2 separate regions of the Muntiacus reevesi genome follow, and region 1 is linked to region 2. The links are chromatin contacts, called in public Hi-C maps. All regions are on one chromosome and are shown on one strand. The core of a region is the stretch at or near the end of the contact, and the rest is flanking DNA. Distances in the headings are between cores, read along the strand shown. Region 1 holds the start of TESK1 (testis associated actin remodelling kinase 1). Region 2 holds the start of ATOSB (atos homolog B).

Evidence for each region. A called contact is a pair of places that touch in the nucleus more often than the background predicts.
Region 1: a contact with region 2 is called in a Hi-C map of muscle, with 2.9 times the contacts expected there. The contact joins the promoter of TESK1 here to the promoter of ATOSB in region 2. A contact is called at or near these places in 2 of 3 Hi-C or Micro-C datasets (blood and muscle).

The regions. Positions count from the first base shown.
Region 1 is chr17:55,756,971-55,759,871 of mMunRee1.1, reverse strand. TESK1 (testis associated actin remodelling kinase 1) reads right to left here and starts at 1,402. Exons shown (of 10, transcript XM_065908132.1): 1 at 130-1,402; 2 at 1-6. The coding sequence starts at 348.
Region 2 is chr17:55,359,171-55,361,968 of mMunRee1.1, reverse strand. ATOSB (atos homolog B) reads left to right here and starts at 1,465. Exons shown (of 9, transcript XM_065908279.1): 1 at 1,465-1,579.

The DNA of each region.
Region 1 (2,901 bases), core at 153-2,652, 400 kb before region 2:
CCGAACCTGCGGGCGATAGCGGATGGCTAGTCCCGCGCAGGTCGGGAAGACTGCCAGGGTCCAGGCCCCTAGTTCCAGCCTCGCGTCTGAGGCTCGGTCCTGCCCCTCTGCCCTCTCTGCTGGTCCTACCTTGTAGACCTCAGAGAAGAAGCCGGCCCCGATCTTCTCGGCGCAGTGGAAATCGTCCACGCGTGCCAGGCTGGACACGGCGCTGCGGAGAGCCCGGTAGGAGGAGGGGCGGCCCCGGCCCGGGCCTCCTCCCGCGCCCCCCGGCCCCGGGGGCCCCTCCCCCGGCGCCTCTCCAGGCCCGGGCCCAGGGCCCCGTAGTGGGGGCCGTTCCCCGGCCATGGCCGGGCCCCCAGGCCGGGGCCTGCCTCACATGGCAGGGTCCCCGGGCCCCGGGCAGGCCGCGCTCGCCATGGGAGCGGGCCCAGACGGATCAGGGGCGCCCGGGATCCCGCTCCTGCCCTAGAGAATAGAAGATTCGCCGAAGATCCTGGGCCCGCCCCCGCCTCGCCGGCTCGCTGGGCCCGGGTGGACGCCGCTCCGCTCCGCTCTGCGCAGGGCCTGGGCCTGGGCCTGGGCCGGGCGGTGGAGGTGGCGCTCCCGGGCGCCGGCGGGCAGGCGGGCCGGCTCCCCGCAGGCGGAGGCGGGCGGGCGGGCGGGCGGGCGGCGGCCGCGCCGCTTCGCCGCTGGGGCTCAGGCTCCGCGGCCTGCCGGGGGCGGGGCTGAGCCGGGCCTCCGATTAACTCCTTCGAGCCTGGCCGCCGGGCAGCGGCCACGCCCCCTCAGGTGCGCACCCGGCAACCGGAAGCCACTGTGCCCTAGGCCAGTGGGTCTGGGGCGTCGGGGTCAAATGAGGTCAGGCCTGAGCTGAATAACTGAAGGGAATTAAGGGCTGCGTACGCGCAGTTCAAATGTCTTTTAACTGCCCTGGGAGTCCTTTCTCCTCTCCCTCCTTCGGGTCAGTGGCGGTTGACAACTCGGCTTAGGGAGCCGCGCGATTCCCGGGCTCAAAGGACCCGCAGGGCTGAAAAATGGATCCTTTTGGCCCAGCCACAATCGGAGGTGGCCCAGCAACCTACCTACCTTCCCAGCCTCCGCCCTGGCCCAGCCTGCCCATTTCCCAGGTCTCGACCTTTACACCTTAAACCTCCGGACTCCCTGACACTTTCTACCTTCTCGGGGGGTGGTGATGCCCCGAGACTGCAGCGAGCCCTCGGCCAGCCCGTTCCAAGTGTGGCCCCGCCTCCTCATCCATCCCGCCTCCCTCGAATAAAGTTCAGATTCCAGAGCCTCGTCAAGCGACCACCCAGCCTGCACCTTCCTTTTTACTATTTCGTCCGAATGCCCTTCTCTCTCAAAAGAGAGGACTCCACCTGTAGAGACGCCCCTCTAAGCGCAAGATCCCACCCCTTAGCAAAACCCCGCCCCTCAAGGAACGCTTTCCTTCGGAGGCTTCTCCCCGTGAGGCCGCTCAGTATGACACCGCCCGCCAGCGCCAGTGGGTACCAGAACCCCTCGGAGTGACAACCCTCCTAGGTGTGTTCCTCCTGCCCAGCGAGACCCCACCTCTCAGAGTGACTCCACCAGCCATTGTGACCCCTCCTCTCGACCTGACTCCTCCCCTCAGTGTGGCCCGTGTCAGAGTGACCCCTCTAGACAGGTACCGCCCCCGTTACGTAGGAATCGGGTCTGCCGGCCCGGGCGGGCGGAAGTTCTGCCAGCGGCCGCTAGAGCGGCGCGAGGTCCCGAGTGCGCGCGCACCGCCTCAGGAACGCTGCGCTCGCCGTACCCAACGCTTTCTCTTCTCGCTGGCTCCGCCCCCTGTCCCCGTCGGTATAGCCAATCATCGCCTGGGATGGGTGACGTCACCCGATCCCGGTGACAGGTCTGGGAAGAGCGGTGGTGGGCGTCGGTGAGCCGCTTGCCACCTAGCGGCGCAGCGGAGGCCGGCAGGAGCGGAGGCTGCGGGCCTGCGGCGAAACAGTCTGCGACAGAGCTTTGAGGGAGCGAGTCTGAATTCTTTTCAGAAACTCTAAAGTGCTATTTTTATTTCTGTGATAAGCTAAAAAGAAAGTTAATTGCACAGTCCGCATCCGTGTGGGTGACTACCTTCTAACAGAGTCTTATCCCATGTTTATGGAGTGAGAGCCTCGTACTACTTAATTGTTAAGAGCTAATGAGAAACGAATAAAGCAATCTTAAATTATAAACAGTGCAGGAGGGTCGAGAGAAGGTCTCGGTACAAGGGAAGTTTTCGCACAAGGTAGGAGAAAGAGCCAGAGTGATTCACAGTCCTTCCACTGCCGGTATAGACAGGCCATATGCATCATGTTCATTCCTCCAGAGGCAATTTTGTCTCAGCAAAACAAGCTCATTTGTCACATTAAATGTTAACATCTACAATATTTCTTTTGTAAGTTTGCTTTCTGTAGTTGTTTAAGATCTGTGAAAAGTGAAAGTGTCACTCAGTCGTGTCCCACTCTTTGTAATCCCATGGACTGTAGCTCCTCTGTCCATGGAACTCTCCAGGCAAGAATACTGGAGCGGGTTGCCACTCCCTTCTTCAGGGTATTTTCCCAACCCAGGGATGGAACCCTGGTCTCAGTATTACAAGCAACTTCTTTACCATCTGAGCCGCCAGGGAAGCCCAATAAACACTAGGAATTTATGCTTCCTTTTGTTTAAGCAATATAATATTTTAATCTACTCGTGTCTGACCCTTTATCCAAGTTTCAGAATATCCATAGTTGGTAATAGTAATTCCAAGCATAGGAGCCAGGTTGCCCATTTAGACAGATTACTGTAGTGGTTGTGTGGAGGCAGGAAGACTGATTAACAAGGCAGCGCTGATGATGCTTCATTGAGAGGCTGAGGGACTGAACTAGGATAAGGATG
Region 2 (2,798 bases), core at 216-2,715:
CAAGCTGTTATAGAGTGAGAAGCGGATTGGTTACACGTTTGCAAAACAATTTCATTGGTCAATACTTTCGCGCAGGCGGGACTTTCCTGGGGGTTTCCACCCCGTTCCTAATTTCCTAATTGGCAAACATCGGTGAAAGCTAATTGGTCCTAATTGGCAAACAGTGGTCATTGTTAAGCGAAAGCTACCTGATAGTAGGAAGGCCTCCTCCTAATCTAAGTTACGTTACTTCTGCTCGCCTCACAGTTAACTACTCACAGAAAGAAAGTCACAGAGATCTAAAGAATCTGAGACTTTGAGAGAACTTTACTAGGTCCAGTCCATCACACAGCCACCAATACCTCCGGCTCCATCGAGAAGCTCACTAGAGCCACTCAGCTCTGCAAGGGACTTGTGCTGCCATCTACCGGTAGCTCGTAAGCGTCGCCCTCCCCTGGACATACCTTGGGAACTCATGGGGCTCCCGGGAAGTGGAAGACTCAAGCGCTAATTAAATTACAGAACGTGTGTGACAGTCACACAGTCCAGTCGACACTTAGACAAAGCAAAGGCTCTGCTTTGGCTCATGAAGTTCACAGACTTCTCGCTGACCTACCTCACAGCTACAGACGTAACTCTTCCTGCCTGTCTGCTGCTCGCCGTAGGTAACAGAAACTGCACTTCCTCACAGATTTGAGGCTCCCGCCAACCAGATTTCCGCATTTTCACAGAATTCTGAAGCTTTTTGCACTACTCTGCAAACCCTACAGATCTCCCCCACTAGGGCAAACACGCGCGCTAACCCAGACGCCTTCACTGAGAGGCTCAAGTTCCGCAGGCAGCTCGCACCAGCTAGAAAGCCTGGGAGGGCTCCAACCAGGTTCGGGCGCCCGCAAGCGAGCGCTCTGGCGCAGGTTCTGGCTCCCCAGCTCCAGCCGGATCCGGTCAGCCCGGGCCAGCGCCCTGCGGGCTGAGGCCCCGCCCCCTCAGACCTGTCATCACAGAAGCCGCACGTGGCCGGGGTGGGCCCTCAGGCGACCTGCAGCCGTCACTTTGCCTCCTCCGCCATCCACTGGGGCCACCGCCGCCAATCAAAACCAGCGGCTCCGGGCTGCCGCGCCAGCGCCGGGGTGAGGCCAGCCAGAGGAGGGGCGGGGGGAGGAGAGGCTCCGAGATGGGAGGGGGCTAGCTGTGGAAGCGAGCCTGGCACCGGTTCTGCCAGCCTGGAATCCGAGGGGGCGGATCCGAGTGAAAGGCGAGGACCAGGAGGGGGCGGGGACCAAGGGTGGGGCGGGGACCGGGGTGGGACGAGAGACGAGCAGAGGTTCAATGTGGAGACGCCAAGACAAGAAGGGGCGGAGCCAGGAAGGGCAGGACCTGAATTACAGGGGAGGAGCCCCAGGAATTAAAGAAACTGGGAAAGGGGACGAGCCCGGGGAAGGTGGGAGGTGGGACCACGGAGAGGGTGGGTCGTGTCGTTGCGGGGGCGGGGCTCGGACCCAAGGGGCGAGGTTTGCAGGCCGAGGCTGCAGCTAGGGCAGCTATGTAACTGCTCCCATCCACTACCTCCCCGGTTGCCACGGGACTCACGGAACTACAGGTGTGGGGCGGGGGCGCCTGGAAGAATGGACAAGTACGGGGGTGCGCTTGGCTAGACGTGAGGAGGGAGGATCACGGCAGGGAGGGAGAAGATCTGGAGAAATGCTGGGGTGGGGGTGGAGTGAAACAGCTGGGAGAAGAGGAGGGGGCTCAGTGTTTGGGCTAAGAGGTGCATTCTCCGGTACCCTTGTGGGGGAAGGGCGGGAGTGCTTTGTGAGGCTGGGAAGTACAATGTGAGGGGTGAGCTGAAGTGAAGCGTTGGAGATGATACTTGAGGGGGAGGGGATATGAAGGCGCTTCAGGGGGAGAGTGGAGGGGGCGTTGTGGATGGAGATGGGCTGGTGGTCCAGAGTGTGGGAGGGACTGTGTGGAGGAAGAAGGTATGGGGGCTGTGGGCACTGTGTCGAGGGGAAGGGGCTGCAGGCCCCAGCTGAGGAGGGAAGAACCCCTAGGGCCTTGGGAAAGTCTGGAGGCTTTGTAGAGACTCCAGGAAGAGGTTTCTGTACTGTGTCTCGGGGATAAGAGTGATGGGATTAGTGGGGTGAAGAAGCCAGTCTGTACTGTTCCTGGCTCCTCAGCTCCTAACTCCACCTTCAGGCCTGAGCATTCAGAGAGGATGCAGGCCCCACTTGCTACTAGAGCTTGAGTGACTGTCTCAGTCGGCTTTGGATCTGTCTGGCTGAGACTGGGATATTTTTCCCTTAGCTGGTGTCCCTGGGGACCCTCCCCTCTTAGGTTCCGGGTAACCCCTCACTGGTTCCTGTTCCTCCTAGAAGCTTGCCTTAGTCCCTGTCTTTCCCCTCCTCCCCCGCTTTGCCCTGCCCTTCTGCTCTGGGTGTGCTCATTCCCCACTTCCTTCCTCGCCTGGGGCCTGGCCTGGTCCTTGCCTGTCCCGGAGCTGTGCCCTGCCCCAGACTTTGTACTCAGTGCCCAGAGACCTAGGTAACCAGCTGCAAGGCCCAGACCTCACCCTCACTACTACCAAGGGCTCTCCCAGCAGCCCCCAAGTGAGTGGTAGACACATTTTTACCACTTGTCACAAACTGATTTCTGCACACTTTTCCTTCTCCTGGGTAGGGAACCCTAATTCCCTCAAAAATTCTGGGCTTCTGTGGGAGAGGGAAATGATGAAAAGTACTGAGGGTCTGCGATGCATGCTTTGAGAGGTGAGCGACTATTGTTGGCTGAACTGGGAAGGGAGGTTCCAGTCTCCACTGGGG